Linked DNA regions of Mus musculus: region 1 is linked to region 2. Evidence: chromatin contacts called from public Hi-C data. All regions are on one chromosome and are shown on one strand. The core of a region is the stretch at or near the end of the contact, and the rest is flanking DNA. Distances in the headings are between cores, read along the strand shown. Region 1 overlaps Stk10 (serine/threonine kinase 10). Region 2 has its middle 18 kb from the start of Gm46275.

The links. A called contact is a pair of places that touch in the nucleus more often than the background predicts.
Region 1: a contact with region 2 is called in a Hi-C map of uterus, with 4 times the contacts expected there. The contact joins two enhancer-like sites. A contact is called at or near these places in 15 of 484 Hi-C or Micro-C datasets (the C2C12 cell line, the CH12 cell line, the G1E-ER4 cell line and 10 more), 1 of 115 datasets of contacts at active chromatin or transcription factors (embryonic stem cells) and 1 of 9 other capture datasets (embryonic stem cells).

The regions. Positions count from the first base shown.
Region 1 is chr11:32,602,702-32,608,946 of GRCm38.p6, reverse strand. Stk10 (serine/threonine kinase 10) reads right to left here. Exons shown (of 19, transcript NM_009288.2): 11 at 5,157-5,280; 12 at 4,647-4,826. Among named protein-coding and RNA genes, the nearest start is that of Fbxw11, 37 kb to the left of the region's middle. Within about 2 kb of position 3,451, at least 123 of the 459 cell types and tissues checked have an H3K27ac peak or open chromatin away from gene starts, as enhancers often do. A contact at or near this core is called in uterus, where this site is marked.
Region 2 is chr11:32,320,358-32,326,394 of GRCm38.p6, reverse strand. No RefSeq gene overlaps it. Among named protein-coding and RNA genes, the nearest start is that of Gm46275, 18 kb to the right of the region's middle. Within about 2 kb of position 2,029, at least 19 of the 459 cell types and tissues checked have an H3K27ac peak or open chromatin away from gene starts, as enhancers often do. A contact at or near this core is called in uterus, where this site is marked.

The DNA of each region.
Region 1 (6,245 bases), core at 2,202-4,701, 280 kb before region 2:
GAATTCAATTCCCAGCAACCACATGATGGCTCAACCATTTGTGTACTCAAATACATACAAATAAATAAATAAATCTTAAAAAAGAAAGAGACAGAGAGAGAGAGAGAGAGAGAGAGAGAGAGAGAGAGAGAGAGAGAGAGAGAGAGAGGAAGGAAGGAAGGAAGGAAGGAAGGAAGGAAGGAAGAAAAGCAAGGTGTGCTGATACAAGCTTGTAATCCCAGAGGTGGCAGACAGTGGAATCCTTAGGGCCACTGGTCCCAGTGAGAGTCCCAGTCTCAAAAAACAGGGTAAATGGCCCCAAGGGCCAGCACCTAAAAGCTGACCTCAGAATCATCTGCAAACACACATGCATCCACATACACATGGACACACACACATGAGCAACAGGCAAACTCACCCTTGTAGCTAAAAGCATTAACGTGCCTTTCTCAATACTGATGGGGAAAGTTTGCAGGAGACATGAAGGACAGTCAAGCTGACGTTTGTGCTACACTCTACCTAGTGCATGCATGCAAGGGACATTTACTAACAGTTCTCAAACATAAAAAGAATCTTGAACTTTTTAAAAATTCACAGGAAGTAGCCTATGGGTCAAAGAGGAAGTTGCAGAGTATATTAGAAAAGAATTTGAGCCAGGCGGTAGAGGAACATGCCTTTAATCCCAACACTCAGGAGAGATCTCTGAGTTCGAGGCCAGTCTGGTCCAGAGTATGTTCCAGAACAGACAGACAAAAAAACCTGTCTTGATAAACAAACAAACAAACAAAAAAACCCCAAACCAATCAACCACCACCACCACCAACAACAACAACTAAGCCAACAGGGTCTTTCTTTTTTTTTTTTTTTTCTTTCGAGACAGGGTTTCTCTTTGTAGCCCCGGCTGTCCTGGAACCCACTCTGTAGACCAGGCTGTCCTCGAACTCAGAAATTTGCCTGCCTCTGCCTCCCAAGTGCTGTGATTAAAGGAGTGCGCCACCGCGCCCGGCTAGCAGGGTCTTTAATACGGCACTTAGGCAGATCTCTGAGCTCAGAGCTAGCCTGATCTACCTAGCCTGTTCTATGCTGGCCAGTTACTTAATAAGACAGATCCTGTCTTTAAAAAAAAAAAAAAAAAAGATCTGGGCAGTGGTAGCACACACCTTTAATCCCAGCCCTTGTGAAGCAGAGGCAGGCGGATCTCTGTGAGTTTGAATCCAGCCAGATCTACAAATGGAGTCCAGGACAGCCTGGGCTCTTACACAGAGAAACCCTGTCTCCAAAAAAAAAAAAAAAAAAAAAAAAAAAATCAGAATCAAATCAATGCTTTGCTGCTAAGAGACTTAATGAGGGAATACTGACTGGGAACAAGGAAGAACTATTTCTATTTCTAGCTGACTTCCTGCTGGACCTGAGCCAGCACATAAAGCCAATAAGAGGTACATCAACTGCAAAGAAGAAATGAAACTGTTTCTGTGTATACAGGAAACCTCAAGGAATCTACCAAAACAAAAAAACCAACCAAACAAAAAAACTAGAATAAGACAGTAAGGCTAGATACAAGTACACTGCACAAACAGTCATGTAGCTCTATCCTTTAGTAATTAGCTAAATTGACACTTTAATTTTTATTTTATTTTATGTTTATGGGTGTTTTGCTTGCATGTATACCTGTGCACCATATATGTGCCTTGTGATGACAAAGGCCAGAAGAGGGAATTGGGAGTCCTGCCCCCCAGAACTGGAGTTACAGAGAATTGTGAACTGCAACCTGGGAGCTGGGAACTGAACCCAGGTCCTCTGAAAGTACAGTTAAGTACCCTTAACTGCTGAGCCACCTTTCCAGTCCTCTAAATTGATAATTTCCAAGTATCTTATAAAAGTACCCTCCCCAGAAGACATAAATCTAATTCTAATAAATCAAGAGTGGATTTGCATGCTAAAAAATTAAAAATCACTAACAGTCAGGCAGTGGTGGTGGCACACGCCTTTAATCCCAGCACTCGGGAGGCAGAGGCAGGCGGATTTCTGAGTGTGAAGCCAGCCTGGTCTACAGAGTGAGTTTCAGGACAGCCAGGGCTACACAGAGAAACCCTGCCTTGAAAAACAAACAAACAAACAAACAAACAAACAAACAAAAAACCTGTCATCGGAGGCTCAGTGTTGTTCTGATGGCCGTTTCACCCAAATTGATAGACAAAGGTAATACTATGATGTGAGTGAAAAGGCAGAGAGGGGGAAGAGCCAGTGACTCAGGACTCAAACTACCTGATGCCAAGGTTCACCAGTCTGGGCTCACAGACACAGACAGATGAACCCATGCGATGTGCAGACCCTAAATGCACCAAACCAGATCGGCTCATCACGGTCGACTCCTTTTCCCTAAAGAAAACTTGGCAGAAGGAGGTGGCTATTTCCAACACACAGTGCTGGGACAGGCAGCCCACAGCAAACCCTGAGCCCGTCCACACCTTACTCCTTACAGAATGATCTCATGGGGAAATACAACACCAAACATGGTAAACTTCTAAAAGACCGCACATCCCATTGGGCTGGGGAAGGATTCCTTGGCTTCTTAAATAAGCCATCAAAAGAGTCATCCCTAAAGAAAACAGTTCCAGGACAGCCAGGACTGCACAGAGAAACCCTGTCTCAAAAAACCAAAAAAATTAAAAAAAAATAAATAAAAAGAAAGAAAAAAGAAAACAATTAGGTTTGTGAGACAAGCCATGAGAGGAGAATAAATATTTGCAAAATAACATCTCATAAAGTCCCAAATATAAAGAGAATGTCAGAATTCAGTAAAAAGAAACCAATCTCCCAGCTAAATAAAGGAACAAAAGAGTTTGGGACAGACACCTCACCCAGAAGTGGCATGCAGGCAGCAAGGAAGCACACGGTTGGTTCAGAGCATCTGTGTGATGTCATCGACACGTGCTCACAATCTGACTTCCAACCCCCACAAGCTTAGCCTGTCTCACCCTCTCTTTCATTTCCCAGGTTTTTATTTTTATATTTTAAAAAATATTTATTTATTTATTTAATATATGTAAATTCTCTGTTGCTGTCTTCAGACACACACCAGAAGAGGGCATCCAATTACAGATGGTTGTGAGCCACCATGTAGTTTCTGGGAATTGAACTCATGACCTCTAGGAAAGGAGCCAGTGTTCTTAAGTGCTGAGCCATCTCTGGTTCCCTCCTTGGGTGACTGTGTTACTGAGAGTGAGGAGGGATTACCTATGCATTCACAGGATGTCAGCAGGAGATCAACAGATGGCCCCACTCCATCCCCAAACTGTGACACCCTCCAAAATGTGTGCAGACACTGTCAATGTCCCAGAGAGCTGGGGACAGAAGACTCCAGCTCAGAAACACAGATTTACATAAAATTCCTAAAGGAACAGTTCATTTGTGTACCTTGGCCTCTGTGCCAGGCGTGGCATCCAGTCCCAGCCCAGTGACCGTGACCACTCTACCACATGACGTAAGAGCTAGACTCAGAACTGAACTTTCACTGATTGCTGATTGCTTTGCTTTGGGAGACAGAACATTAAAAGCAGCAATCGAGCACAGGGTCTGAGTTTCCTTTCGAAGGCATGGAAGACACTAGAGACATTCTGATGACAGTGGGAAGGGGCAGAAGAAGAACGAAGGCAGAGTCCTGTGGGGCCACTTGGCAAAGAGGCGGGCCCAAGGACTCCTGGGACCATTTGCAGTGAGCCCTGTTCTCTGGCAGAGAAGCTGCATTCCAGGGCAGTGAAGTCATCTACTGCATTGGCACCCCATTTTCCCAACCAGAAAAACAATCTGGCTTTTAACTAAGAAGCCCCCAGGGTTCCTTGCAGCGATCTGGTGTGCAGGGCTAGGGAACTCAGAACCATTTATAAACTTAGCTGCATGACAGGGACAGATTCTGAGAGACAAGTCATTACAGAATTTCATCAACCCGCAAACTGAGTAAAATTCCTCAGGGAAAATCTAGTGAGCCAACCTCCCCATCACCAGAGCTCCCTGCTTCAGTTACAGCAACCGACACAGAAGCAGCTGCAGTGCGTTGGACAGCACGGAAGACCCAGAGCTAGCTGCCTGGGGGCCTCAGGAAGGTGTGTGTTGGCTATATGCAGGCTACACCATCATATGGAGTGGTGGCCTTGAACCTTCTCCAACCCCCAAGCCAGGAGGAGGAGGAGCTGACAGAAGGCACTTAGAAAGGACCCAGCTAGGGGTAAAAGCCAACACAGGAAAGGGGCACCCAAAAGTCAGAGAAAGAACTACAAGTGTCATAGCTTTGTGGCTGGGCACAAGGCCCCCCAGTGTGGCTGCCCCAAGAAGGGAGGCTATGACGGCGAGTTTTATGTCAACTTGACATAAGCTAAAGTCATTTGGAAAGCTGGACCCTAAAAGAGAAAAGACTATCACCAGACTGGCCTGTAGACAGCCTGGGGAGCATTTTCTTGATGGATGACTGATGTAGGGGGCCCAGCTTACTGTGGTTGGTTCTGGTGGCCCTGGCTTCTACAAGTAAGGAGGCTGAGCAAACCGTGAGGAGCAAACCAGTAAATAGCAACCCCATGGCATCTATGTCAGCTCCTGCTTCCAGGTTCTTCTGCTGCCCCGCCCCCGCCCCGCTCCCCGGCCCGGCTCCCCGACCCGCAGCCTTTCACCACCTCCTTCTTCATTTGCTTGAGTTGCTCTTGGAACTTGGCGTAGTCTCGATCCTGCTCCAGGCGGATCCGCTTGGCCTCCTCTTTGCGGCGCACGCTGTGGTCCTGCTCCATCTTCTCTACCTGCTGCTTCTGCTGCCGCTCCAGGTTTTCTAGCTCCACGTCATAGAATTTCTTCTTGGCCTGGAAGGTGCACAGACAGACTAAGAGGTATCCAGGAGCCACTTCATACCTCAGAGTCTGTTCAAGATCCAGACTTGAGTCCCAGCCCAGCCACCCTTTGCTGTGTGTCTCAGGGCAAGTTACTTAACCTCTCTGTTTCCTCTTCTGCCCGGGCAGGACCATGGCACCGCACTCCACACAGGGGATTTCCTCTAGGGGTGTTCCTATTTGACTCAGGGTCACTGTGACCTAACCACCCTTCTACGACTTCTACAATGCCCCTCCCCCCCAACCCTCCACCTGAAGAAAACCCACAGGCCAGAAGCTCCCGGGGGCTCTCCTCTCACTCACGTTGATTTCTTGTTCAAAACGTTTGTGCATCTGCTCCAGCTGCAGCTCGTGCTTGCTGCTCAGCTGCGTCTGGTTCCGATGTTCTTCTTTCTGCAGAAGCCGAAGCTCTCGGAGCTCCTGGCGCCTGCGGATTGACAGACACAAACGTTTCCAGTGGGAAGGGGGCCCCCAAGACCATGGTATTCACAGTCTGAGCTGTGAAAGGATGGGCTGTGCAGCTGAATCTTGCTGACTCAGGCAGGGACGGGACCAAGATTCAGGCTTCATTCAATAACCACTGACAAAAAGGTGCGTGTCCTCCATATATAAAGAACACTTACAAATCAGTAAGGAGGAAGGAACTATCTACCACCCCCAAAAGTGGTACACAATATGGACAGACATAAAGCAAACAAGTGCAGAAACAAGAAAACTTTGATATGAGATACAAATATAAAAGAAAAATATAAAAGGCAACTATAGGTATATAGAAGAATTCATACTCCAGGCAATACTGATATAAATTAGAAGAACATTTTGGAAGATACTGGCAATATCTTACAGCCTTTTGGCACCCCAGTTTCACTTCTGGATTGAATAAGGATTTTTTTGTTTCTTTTTTTTTTTTGGTTTTTTGAGGCAGGGTTTCTCTGTGTAGTCCTGGCTGTCCTGGAACTCACTTTGTAGACCAGGCTAGCCTTGAACTCAGAAATCCGCCTGCCTCTGCCTCCCAAGTGCTGGGATTAAAGGCGTGCACCACCACCACCCGGCTGAATAAGGATTTTTTCAAACATTTTTAAAAAATACATGATTTTGTTTGTTTGTTTGTTTTGTTTGTTTTTTCTGAGGGTTTCTCTGTGTATCCCTGGCGGTCCTGACTCACTCTGTAGACCAGGCTGGCCTCGAACTCAGAAATCCACCTGTCTCTGCCTCCCAACTGCTGGGATTAAAGGCGTGTGCCACCACGCCCGGCTGTGATTTTTTTAAAATTTTTTAAAATTATTTTTCATTTTTTTAAAGATTTGTTTATTTATTATATGTAAGTACACTGTAGCTGTCCTCAGATACTCCAGAAGAGGGCATCAGATGGTTGTGAGCCACTATGTGGTT
Region 2 (6,037 bases), core at 780-3,279:
AGTGTTTATTTTTCTCCCCTGGTTAGGATTCCCTTGAGGGTCTTCTGATAGCTGTTATCCACCCCAATGATTTCCTGGGTACCATCCATCTTGGCTCTGTCATTTAGCTTCCTGGCTGTACAATCTGTTATAGAGAGAGACTTCTCTGCCTGTGTCTCTGGTTTCTAAATTGCACTTCACTTTGCATGTCTATTTCTCTATGTTTGGGAATTATAGGGTATGGTTCATTGAATGACCTTCAGTGTTATTTCAAGTTCTCCTCTTGTCCAGACCTTCGGGATTTGTCCTTTGATGACATCTCAGAGGGCTCCGATGTCATGAACAAACTCTTTAATTCTTTTCATCATTGATATTTGAATGCAGCTTCTTATCAGCCTTGTCCTCATCCCCATGTTCCCCCTGCTTGGTGGCCTCATCCCTATGTCCTCCCCCTACTTGGTGGCCTTTTGGTGACATTTTTCACTGTGCTTTTTATCTGATTTATCCAGTTTTCATTACAACCTTTCTATGTTTTGTTTTTTCTTTCTTTCTAAGTCTCTATTTTTTTTGCCGAAAACTTCTTTGATGTTGCCAAGTTTTAAAATCCATATTCTTGATTTTTCTCACACATTTTGGTGATTTTTCTTTTAGTTTATGTTGCTGACTTTCATCTCCAGTCACTGACCAGATTTATCAGAAAACAACCTATATCTACACACACACACACACACACACACACACACACACACACACACACACACTGACTGCATGTCAAGCAGAAAGGAGAGTTGGGGAAGAGGAGGGAGACCAGTGGGAAGGTTAGAAGGAGACTCTTTAAGAGAGTGAGGTAGGACCGGGATGTGGAAGACTGAGAGGGAGGGTGAATTTGGCTAAAGCACCTGACATTTTTGAGATTATCTTAAGGAAACTCAGAACTATGTACAATGAATATACATTAGTAATAAATAAAACAAAAGAACAACCCAACCCAAGGGGGAGGCTTCCTACAATCCCAGTAGAGTAGCTTTGAAAATATATTGTTTACAAAGTAACATTGTTTCCTTTTTTATAAAAAGGTAGGAGTGCACCATGGGAAGAATAGACTAGACACATCAAACGGCTGACATTGGATGGAGGATAGGAAGGGAAACAAGAAGGTGGAATCTATAGGTTTCACAGTTTTGATTTTGATACCAAAACTTGCTTGATGTGTCATAAGGAAGCCAGGGCTGGGGTGTGGCTCAGTAGCTTGGTAGAGCTCTGGCCCAGCATGGCAAGGTCCCAATATCACACAAAAGAAAATAAACAAACAAACAAACAACAACAACAACAACAAATAAACATCAAACTTGAATTCATGGGAAGAGTATTACATGTGAAATTATAGATAGAAGCATCCGTAGGGTTGTGGCAGTTATATCTTAGCAGGACACATGTCAAAGATGAAAAGACCCCCAGAACCTAAACTAAAATTTCGAAGAGTTCGTGGGCAAAGAGCCAAGTGCATGCTGGGTGCCTGTTACACCGCTGTTCTCCTTGGAGCTGCGAAGTTCCGAGTCCCGCCACACGGGGGTGCTCGTCGCCTTCTTATATCTCCGGTAGCTGCAGTGTCCTCCTACACTCGACCCACACTGCCACCTTGTTCCAAGGTCCTCAAGCAGACAGGACAGTGATGGGTCTAGGAGGGTACAGTTTTGTGGGGCTGTGGGAAGAGGGGAAGAAGGGGGAGGGAGAGACTCCGTGTCCAGCCAGAGTTCCTCCTGTGCTCTGGGCAGGCGGATGCGGAAGGACTGCCGGACACTTTCCACTTGGCCTCAATACTGAAAGAGAGGATGTGGAAAGAGCAGCAAACTTTCTCTTTCCCCAAACTACAAAAAAACTACAAGAATAAACTTTTTCGCTCTGTCAGTAGAGTCCTTCGCGCTGTCCCGGGGCAGACATTTGACTCCATTAATCTGTCTTGTTTTCGGACATTTGCACAGCTAGACGTTATTTTGTGGGTTGTAAGGACATGACTGCTGTTGTGAGAATCTAGACTCTGAATTCACCCTGACCTGTGTTTGAAACCTGAAGGCCAAGCAGACAGTGTGATCTTACAGAGCAGCGATCTAACATCTCTTGAGTTTTTGCCATCTCTTCATCTACGACACAAGGAAATTAGAGTACTTTTTTCCAGAAACTTGTTTGCAGAGATTTTAAAATCACCATGAAAAATGTCACACGAAAACAATTAGAAATGTCACAGTGGGTGCTAGAGAGATGGCTCCGTAATTTAAGAGCACTGCCTGTTTTTTCCAGAGGACCTGGGTTCAACTCCAAGCAACACATGGCAGCTCACAATTGTATGTAACTCAAGCTCCAGAGGTTCCAACATCCTCACATAGATAAGTATATGCAGGAAAACACCAGTGCAATAAAATAATAAAAAATTAATTTTTAGGAGCCGGGCGTGGTGGCACATGCCATCTGTAATGAGATCTGACTCCCTCTTCTGGAGTGTCTGAAGACAGCTACAGTGTACTTACATGTAATAAAAATAAATAAATCTTTAAAAGAAAAAAAGACTCTGTCTCAAAAACAAGTGAATGAGTACATAAGTAAATAAAATTTTACAAGAAAAGTTCTGGCCACAGAGAATAGGTTTCCTAAAGTACCTCCCCAATATTGTTTTAAAAGAGAGCAATTAAAAGATTTAAAAGAGAGAGGGGCTCCTTCAGAGCTGAAACCTATCACTATCACCCTGGTGTTTCTTCTTTTCTTTTCTTTCTAATAATCAATTTTTTTTTTTCGAGACAGGGTTTCTCTGTGTAGTGCTGGCTGTCCTGGAACTCACTCTGTAGATCAGGCTGGCCTCGAACTCAGAAATCCGCCTGCCTCTGCCCTTCAAATGCTGGGATTAAAGGTGTGCGCCACCGCTGCCCAACTTCTTTTTATTTAATCCAGGTCCCCAGTCCATGGAATGGCACAGCCCACATTTAAAGCAATTCCTCTCGGACATGCCTGAGGCTTGCTTCAGTGATTGCTGGAATCAAATTAAGTTAATAACCATTATAAACGATCACAGCTCCACCTTTTGTCAACTTGACACCCAAACACACTGCTTTTAAGCCATATCCTTCTACTCCCTGTCTCTATAGGCTTGTAGCTATCTTATAACGCAAAATTTATTCAGCCCAACCTCAAAAGTCCTCTGGCCAATACCTTTCAACACTATTCAAAGGAGAAAAATCAGACTCTCAACCGAGACTCAATCTCTTACTCTGGCCTCCTATTAAAAACCGAAACAAAACAAGCTATAGACATCCAATGTACTGTAGAGCAGAGTGAAGGTTCACATTCATAACGGGAAGAATGGGGCAGAAGGAAAGCTCTGCCCAAAGTGAGTCAGACACCCAGCAGGGCAAACACCAAATCCTGCAACTCCACTTTGGGTCCAGGGCTTGTGGTAGAAATGTCTCAGATCCATGGTCAGCCCTGTCCGATGTGCTGTCTGGGCCCAGACTCTCTCTTGGGTCCATCCCACACCCGCAGCTTTCTTTGGCAGATGCTGCATGGTTCTAGGGTCTCCACTGGAGAGTAACCGCCAAGGACTTCCTTGCGGGTGGACCCAGTGATTCTCTAGATCTGTGGTACAAGGCTTATGACTCTTGCCATCCTGCATTCTTCACACCCATAAAACCAATGCCCTGTGGATGCTGTCACCAAGTTATTCTGCCTTCTCTGGGTGGAGACCACAAATGCACTGGCTTTTGAGTGTTGGCATTGGGAAACACTTCCCAGAGTCATTCAACCAGCTTTTATATGGCGTTCTTAGTTTGGACACTTTCCTCTTAAATGAACTTGCATATTTGCAGTATGGAGTTCTCTGGGGTGGGTCTTACACCCAGGGCACCTTTCCTGTCACCCAGGGTCAGCTTCTCTTCCATGCTGCTCATCTCCTTAATAGTTACACCTGCTGTGTCACCTGCCTGTCCTTCCCTGGAACTTTAATCTTACCTGCACACCCTTTTAACCAAACTTCAAGGATGCCCCTTTTTCTCTCTCACGAGAGGCCTCAATGAGAACAGCAAGCAATGACCTCGCCACAGCCCAAATGAGCTCCCGATTGGTCTCCTGTCTGGAGATTTCTTCTGCCAGACACGGCAGCCTGTTCTCCTTAAGTTAAACCCCACTCAACTCAGGACATAGGCAGAATGCACTCAGATCCTTTGCCAAAATATATCACACAATGTCCCCTAACTCACTACCTGATAGAATGTTTCCCCCAAAGCCTTGCCGAGTCTCTACTGTCCACGTTAGTCTGTGCTTACAGTATCCCAGGGCCTTTCTAGGATAAAATTCTAAGTGCTTCCATATGCCTCCCACAAACCAGTCTAAAAGGTCTAAGAACCACATGGTCGGGTTTCTAATGCTCACTCCCCACCCCATTCCAGGTACCAATTTTCAATATTAGTCACTTTCCCGGTTGCTGAAACGACGGGCACAACCAATTTAAGGAAGGGTTTACTGTGGCTCACAATTCTAAGGGGTACAGTCCGTCATGGCAGGAAGGTACGGTGACAGAAGCGGAGGTTGTCACATCGTAGACATCCTGGGAGCAGAGAGAGCTTGCGCTCAGCCGCTTTTCTGTTTATGTAGTCCAGGACTCCAGCCCATGGAATCGTTCAGCCCACATTCACCATGGCTCTCCCATCAGATCCAGGACTGCTCATGGCTTCAGTTCAGCTTTGTCACATCTTTGTCCTTACGTGGTATAAGAATCTCCCCTGGCACTCAAGAAGCTACCCAAGGGCAGTGAGGTGCCTTCTAGTCCCACCAGAGTGCCACTGTGTCTGAACTGACCTCCAGCAATTACACAGGTGACATCAAGAGCAAAACCGTCTCCTACATCTCACAGGTCTGAGTGCGGTCCTACAAATAGACATTTAACAAGTATTTGGTTGTGCAAAGGCAAGGTGATGCTGGAGGTGGTGACGATACTGGAAAAGCCTTGCACCTACTTATAGTGGCCTGCAGGGGGCGCCCCAGAGACCTCCTGCCCGGTAGTCATAAACAGCTGAGAGTGGGCCCCAAGGTGGCGCCACTGGCTTTCTAATGAGAGGGGAGCTAAGCTTACTGTTTTCTTATATTCTAGGTCCTCCACCATGTTGCAGTGTGGCTCGAGGCTCTCAGCAGAGGCCTTCAACCCTCCCACCCTCCAGCACTGTGAGCCGAATCAAGTCTACTGCTCATCCATCTCCCAGACCCAGGAACTCTGTAGTGACAGAACGCGCACCAAGAAAGTGAAGAAAGGTGCTTTGTGGTTAACTGGTCTCATGGATGGGAAGTGCTTGCTTGAGATTGCCCGGTGTTGTCACATATGGGAAGCAGAGCTGGGCAGAGTTAAGCCAAGACGAGTGCCCTCTCCCACAGGGCAGGGCAGTGTGGGTAGGGGAGGACTGGCTGTTCCCAGCTTAGGCTTCTAACCCGTGCTTGTGAAGGAATGTCTGGTGCAGATCACCTGTTCCCTGCATGAGCTCCTGGTCTGAGAGGTGATTGACAGCTTGCTCCGTCTGAGGCTTGGTGACAGTGTCCTGGGTCCATTGTCTCAGTTTCCAGATAGTTCCAGACAAAACCAAACACAGCTGCTTTAGGGGCACACAGGAGAGAGACGGTCTGCTATTTTAAGACAGCCACTGAGTTCTTTTTCACAGCCCTGGAGCAGCAGAGCAGACCACAGGGGAGCGGGTGAGTCACAAAGGGTCAGGGAGGGCTTTGGAGGTGGAGCAGCAGAGGTCTGCCTAGGCTTATGGACAGTTCAGGGCACACCAGCACCCGTCCTTGTCAATTAGGCGATGCCTCCATGCCACTAGTGGGGAAACCGAGGCAGGGATGTTGATAAGGGGGGAGTTGTGAGGAACAAATCTTCATGTACTCAAGTGATGCCATGTGAGCCTTCTCCCCAGTTTAACTGGTCAATAAAAGGCTAGAGCCTGTGACTGGGCAGCAGGGGAGGGAGAAAGGTGGGACTGGAGGTTTAAGAGAGAGGGTTGCAGGGAGGGGGGGGCTGAGGAGGAGG